2 separate regions of the Gossypium arboreum genome follow, and region 1 is linked to region 2. The links are chromatin contacts, called in public Hi-C maps. All regions are on one chromosome and are shown on one strand. The core of a region is the stretch at or near the end of the contact, and the rest is flanking DNA. Distances in the headings are between cores, read along the strand shown. Region 1 has its middle 80 kb from the start of LOC108464940. Region 2 holds the start of LOC108464940 (LRR receptor-like serine/threonine-protein kinase GSO1).

Region 1 (3,505 bases), core at 309-2,808, 80 kb after region 2:
TATAGTTACAATGACACCTTTATGATCATCTATGAAAATAAAGGGAATTATATGGTTATCTGAAAGAAGGAGCACGCCTTCGTGGTCATCTGCTAAAAGAAATCTTTATGGCGAAATCAAAGTAAATGACTCTCTGAAGGAAAAGTAATGGTATGGTATTAAAAAGGTTCTGAATGTTAAGGATGAAGCGGACTCTATATTAATGAAAAGGGATATATTAATGAAAAGGGATAAAGGTTAGTTAGGAAAAAGGGGCCAGAATGAAATATGTGTCAAACATGAAAAGAGTAAGGACGCGATATAGATAAGAGGATGTGGATTTAATGAGTGATGCATGTAGTACGCTCTTAAAGAAGTCTTAGTTGATTACGTATGAAATGTACCATAAGGAATGGTAGAGTAAAGTACCCGCCAATTAAGGAAATAGTCCAAATAATACACAGTGTTCAGTAAGCTAAGATGTAATGAAATATGTAATAGAGATATAGTAAGTCCTCACGTAAGTTATTTCTTATTTCAGGTTGCAAATAATCTCGTACAGAGAGACGAATCCAAGGCTACTGATCTGTTATAATTCAGTGTAATAAATTAAACTAGTTTTTGCACTAAATGAGATTGAATACAAGTACTATTTTAGTTATGTTTTGTATTTTATTTTAGTATAAAGTGTCAGCAGTGGGGACCAAATGCTCTTGGGCCCTGCTAGTGTATCTCCAATGGATACATGGCTTTATCAGTAGGTTTGGGGGCTTTTGTACCCCTCGAAAATTAGAATTGCTTTGTGGAAATTCATTAATCAGTTTGTGCCTACAAAATTATGTGTTCACAATAAGAGAATTGCGAATGATACCTACTGTCCTCGTTGTCATGTAGCCAATGAGGATGTGAGCCATGTCCTGCGCCACTGTGCTTTTGCTAGGAATGTTTGGTTGGCTTTTCACTATGGATGCCCCTGTAATGATGTGCGAATGAGCTTTAAAGACTGGCTCTCTTGGATGTTTGATCGTCACCGTGTGCGTAAAAGGTTAGAAATTGCAGTGATTCTTTGGGCGTTGTGGTATGCTAGGAATACATTATATCATGAAGGAGTTATTCAGGGGGTACGAGATGTGGTTAGCTTTGTTCACGGGTATTGCTCTGAGCTTGATGTGCTTGCGTCCAATGTGGGTCAATTATTCCCAAGCAAGTTGGTCTGATGGAATCCTCCTCCGGCAACATTTGTAAAAGTAAATGTTGATGCTTGTTTTTCCCTTCAACAGCGGAAAGTGTGCTCAGGAATTTTTTTAAGGGACGCATCCAGAATGATTATGGGGGCATGCAGTCAGGTTACTTTAGTTGTCTCTTCGGTCTTTGCCGCAAAAGCTTTAGTTCTTCACGGGCTACGATTTGTTGTCGACCTGGGGTTCCGGTTTGTTGTGTTGGAAAGTGACACATGGGCAGTTGTTCAGAAGTTGCAAACTGAGTCTAATGATTTCTCTGAAATTAGCGCCTTAATTTGGGAAGCGAAGGGACTCTCTCGGGCATTTCTGGAGTGTCGATTTGCTTTCCTTGAAAGATCTAGCAATCGGTTTGCACATGCGGTGGCTCAGGAAGGTATATTGCGGCTGGAAGATGGGTTCTGGGTAGAGGAAGCTCGGTTGTTGGCTACTACTATTGTTGCTGTTGACAGACGACTCTTTGGTCCACCTTGAGGTTCGGCTTTTACAGTTTCGAGTTGAGGGCTCTTGTTGATATTTGTTATCCCGTTTTTCACTAGCCTAAAACGTCTCTTCATTGTCTTTTACATTGTTGGCTTGAGGGATTCGTGTCGGTGGAGTCCCTTGGAACGGGAACATTAATTTAGTGGTTGTGTTTCTAGTTTTGTTTGGTGTACTTGTTTTTTCTGTGGAATAAAGCCACCGGCATTATTTTATTAAAAAAACATAATTCTAAAAGTGGGACTCATTTTAAAACTCAAAGAATTAACTTAGAACATAGTGTTTTTATATATGCTTCAATTCCTTCTTTTATATAATTTTAATTTTAACTCTCCGCTCCCACTAGGGATTTACAATTTGTTTTATAATTTATTTGGTTACTATTTTTAAATTAAATTTTAATAAATAATAATTATTTAATTAATTTTTGAAGTTCTAAAATATTACTAAATTAAAAAAAATTGTTACTAATATCTTGTAACATTTTAATCATGAAAATTGGATTGTGAGCCATTAAATAATTAACTTCCAATAAAATTACATTCAAATTCAAATTGATTCAATAATTATTTTAAATCGTATAAAAATATTACCCAAACACATGAATCTATAAAAATAATATAAATACCATACGAATAAGGAACCTAAAAAACCTATATGATGGGCGTCGAAATCATTAAAAATAATTCTTACAAAATAACTCTAAATAGTAGTAAAGAGTGGTAGTAGGGTTAAGTCCACAGGGATTGGATGTTATAATCAACTTCTGTGTTTATCTTGTGGACAGAACGTTTGTCGTGTCGAAGGTCGTGACAAAGGTCGTGCCCATGACTCCAAACAGACCTGCAAAAAAAATTAACAAATAAATCTAGTGGTTCTGAAAATGTTTAGAAACTAAATAATTGAAACAACATAAATAAATGATTAAATAAATTAGAAATTAAATTGGAAATTAAATTCGGATTTTGTAATCAAAGATAATAAGCCTTAGCCCTAGACTCGGTAAATTTCAAATTAAGAATCGTGTAACACCCCTTACCCGTGTCCGACGCCGAGATAGGATACGAGGCATTACCGGACTTAAACATAAGCAAACGTACAAAACCAGTCCACAAAATTTTGTTCAAATTAAATTCATTCATACATATGCAAATTGTCCATTATATGGGTCTACAAAGCCTAAAACATATACCGGGTGTGGTTCGGGACTAAATGAGGACTTTAGAAAACTTTGGAAAAAATTAGAAAATTTTCCTATTTTGGAGAGTCACACACCCGTGTGGGTAGGCCGTGTGGCCACACACACCCGTGTAGCTTGGGACATGCCCATGTCCTCAGCCCGTGTAGCTCTCTGACTATGACGTCATCACCAAAATAAGATCACACGGCCAAGTCACAAGCCCCTGTGCTTAAGCCGTGTGGCGAATTAAATTCCAAAATTAAGTGTAGACTTCACACGGCCTGGGCACATGCCCATGTTCTAAGGCCGTGTCCTCTACAAGGCTGAGACATATGGTAGTGTCTATGCCCGTGTGTTTACTACTGAGCATTCTGTTTCACCTAATTAGGGTGCAGGGGACACACGATAGAATCACACGCCCATGGGGTAGACTATGTGTCACACAAGGCCTAAACACACGCCAGTGTGTCTACCTGTGTGGACAACTTTGAGGCTATTTTCCAAGCCATTTGTCACCCTTAAATGCTCACTCACTCATACATTTTTTATGGCAGACAACATAGTATATTTAGTCACTCAAATACTCATAAACATGATTAATCCATGACTTTGTAATGTCAACATATCA
Region 2 (3,334 bases), core at 449-2,948:
TCGAACAGATAAAGATTTTCCAAGTTACTCATGTTTCCTATTTCTGGAGGAAGGCTTCCATTGAAGCTATTGTTATTGAGCAGTAGATCTGTGAGATTCTCTAATTTGTCAATGGTGGGTGGTAACTCTCCTTCAAGATTGTTGTTGGAAAGATCTAGTTGTTGCAGTGAGGAGCAGTTCAGTAACCCCAATGGGAATCCTCCGGAGAGCTTATTTTGGGCTAGAAACAGTTGTTGCAGATTTGAATTCTTGAGGCAAAAGTTACTTGGAATGCTACCCGTCAAAGCATTGTTGGAGAAAACTACAACTTGAAGGTTCTGCAAATGGATATTAAGCAGGTTTATGGTTCCTGATAGGTTGTTACTGGATAAGTCAAGCTTCTGGAGCTGAACCAAATGGTTGAGCTCCCATGGAATCTCTCCATTCAGCCTATTTCCTAATAAATTCAAGTACTGCAAATTGGATAGGCCACTTATCTCTGGAGGGATGGATCCTGAAAGGCTGTTATTGGCCAAGTTCAGAATTTGTAGCGATTTAAGCTTCCCAATTGATGCAGGGATTTCCCCATCAAGCATGTTGTTTGAGGCTGCAAAATTTTGGAGTTCTTCACAGTTATGAATCTCTGCTGGAATGAAGCCACTCAGACTGTTGTGCTGCAAATCAAGAAATACCAGATTCTTCAAGTTACCAATCTCTGCAGGAATACTTCCATTTAATTGGGAATACGCTAGACCCAGAACTCTTAACTCAGTCAAGTTACCAATACTTCGTGGAATTTGAGCAGCCAACATGTTATCTCCTATTCTAAGAACTTGCAACTTCTTCAAAAGGCCTATCTCTGTAGGAATTTTACCAGAGAGATTATTTGCAAACAGGAGCAGTGTTCTTAGATTTCGAAGTCGTCCAATCTCAGGGGGGATTGAACCTGTGATAAGATTGAGGGATAAATCGAGAGTTTGAAGAGAAACAAGGTTCCATAACTCGGTGGGAATGGAACCTGACAAGGTTGAAGCAGATAGGTTCAAGGCAATGACAAAAGCTTCATCATGTGAACATGTGAGGCCATTCCAGCTGCATATATGAGCTCTGAGAGACCAGCTTTCAAGAACTCCTGCAGGATCAACTAGTTTTGACTTAATTCTCAAAAGCCAGTGAGCATCTGTTGAACTTGAATTGTCCCCAAAACTGAACGCCAGAATACAACTAAAGAATGTGATGAACAGGCTGAAACGGGATATTTGAGTACTATCCATTTCAAGTGGCGACCAATTAAGTTCGATTACAAAAGCATCAGATACTGCAACTGTTGCCCCGTGATTCCATGTTTAAAAGAAAAGACCAGAAGAAGAAGAAGAAAGGTTCAACTGAATCATGGTGTTAAAAAGGGAAAAAGAACAGCAATACGAGGATATGTCAGTGGACAGTGGAAGATCAAACAGGCTTAAAGTTATAAAGAAGATCAAACAGGCTTAAAAAGAGTTGGGAAGTTAGCCTGGAGTTTAAATAGTTATTGAAGTATGGCTGCTTAATCGGTGTGAACAGCTGAACAAATACCTTATATTAATACTGCATCATCCCTTTTTTTGGTAGAAAAAAGTCTAGGCCGAGTTATTAGTGGAACTCAAATTTTAATGCTTGCCAAAATGTCAATGAATATTCAATTAACCGTACCAACTCATATCCTCCATTATGCAACATTTATGGAATCTTGAAGCAGGTAAAGTTGTATTTGCATTTATATTGATATTGGTATTTGTAATCATATAAAATACAGAATGCGATAGAGATACGATGGAGTAGTGATGGGTATGTTGAAGAAGGAAAAGGTGTGTGGGCCTCTTCCCTCCCTAGCCTCTACTTGTTGTCTGACTTAGATTGGAGATTGCCAACCTAGGCAAATAAAGACAAAATCATATATTAAGAGAAAAAAGGAATTTTAAACTCTGCTTTTACAAAGCTTCCATAAAGATTAAGCAAGATTTGACTTTCTAATGCTTCAACTATTGTCACCTAAATTGGTATAAGACCATTTATGATATTGAAACTAGAATCGTCCAAGCAAGCGTAAAGCATATAGGCGTGCAAGCTGAATGGACCAGTTGGCCCGCCAACTGATATGATATACATGCCATCGTAATCATCATATTCTTTGAATGATGCATAAGGCTTCATAGGTTCAAGTATAAAGTTGAGAAATTAGTCATCACCAAAACCACCAAATACCAACTTAAAAATACAAGAAAGAAACAAAACAAAATAACAACCATGAAGAATTTTACAGTAGATAGAAGAGACAAGCTTGATTAGGTTTTATTTTATAATATAAAATGGAAAGAGAAGTACGTCAATTATATTCAAAAGGATTCTTGTAATGACCAATTAACACCTAAATGTATTGTGAAATGAATAAAAAAGGATTCTGGTGAAGAAGAAACAAAGGGAAGAGGACAAGAAAAGTTCATCAACTGAAGTGTGTTTCACCAACTGAAGTGTGTTTCTCATAAAGATTGTGCTTCCAGTTTTAGGTTTAGATTCCTCACTTTGCTTAGTTTTTCAATTTCAATTTCAAGGAGAGAGACAACAAACATGTTCTGTCCCATCAAAGAGCCCGGCCAAGACAACAAATTACCACTTACCAACCTGCACCCAGAGACGAACTTAGGGAGTAACAGGGCCGGGCATCCTAGACTTTGTAAATTTGTTTCAAGATTTTGAAGTTTTAAAAATCCTTATTTTGATCTATAAATTTGTGTTTAACACCTTCAAAGTTTTTCAAAAAAAAAAATTAATTTTCCTTTTGTAGAATTTATAATATTTTATAATAGATTTAGTAATATTTTTAGTTTAATTTAATAAATTAAATACAAATTAGAATCTAAATATTAATTTAATAAAAATAAAATTTAATAAATTTAATATCTAAGTATAACTGAATATTAATTAGGTAAAAATAAAATTAAATAATTATAATATCTTATACAAACTAAATATTTAACTTATTTTATTTTATTTTTAATTTTAATAATCAAGATTATTTAGAATTAAAAAATTGTTAAAAATACGCCCCACCTAACCTACTTTAAACATGTATATTTTATAAAGATATCCTCGTCATTTTATCAACAATTCTAATTTCACCGTGCACCACATGAAAAAAATGTAGTAAGCAACTATAATACATACCCACACGTGTGGGGTTTGTTCAATGGGAAATGGTGTTGAGTGAAATGTGGAAGGTGCAATTGAATCAATGCTTCTCCCCTATCTCAAATCAATCACCATTAGTATTTTTCTTCTACACATCATATTCAAATAATACAGGGCACTGAGCCAC

What was found. Hi-C and Micro-C count contacts between places; a contact is called where the count stands out from the background.
Region 1: a contact with region 2 is called in a Hi-C map of leaf, with 3 times the contacts expected there. The contact joins the enhancer-like site here to the promoter of LOC108464940 in region 2. A contact is called at or near these places in 2 of 5 Hi-C or Micro-C datasets (both in leaf).

Annotation. Positions count from the first base shown.
Region 1 is chr3:72,518,278-72,521,782 of ASM2569848v2, forward strand. No RefSeq gene overlaps it. Among protein-coding and RNA genes, the nearest start is that of LOC108464940, 80 kb to the left of the region's middle. Within about 2 kb of position 1,559, at least 2 of the 2 cell types and tissues checked have an H3K27ac peak or open chromatin away from gene starts, as enhancers often do. A contact at or near this core is called in leaf, where this site is marked.
Region 2 is chr3:72,438,435-72,441,768 of ASM2569848v2, forward strand. LOC108464940 (LRR receptor-like serine/threonine-protein kinase GSO1) reads right to left here and starts at 1,699. Exons shown (of 1, transcript XM_017765221.2): 1 at 1-1,699. The coding sequence starts at 1,253.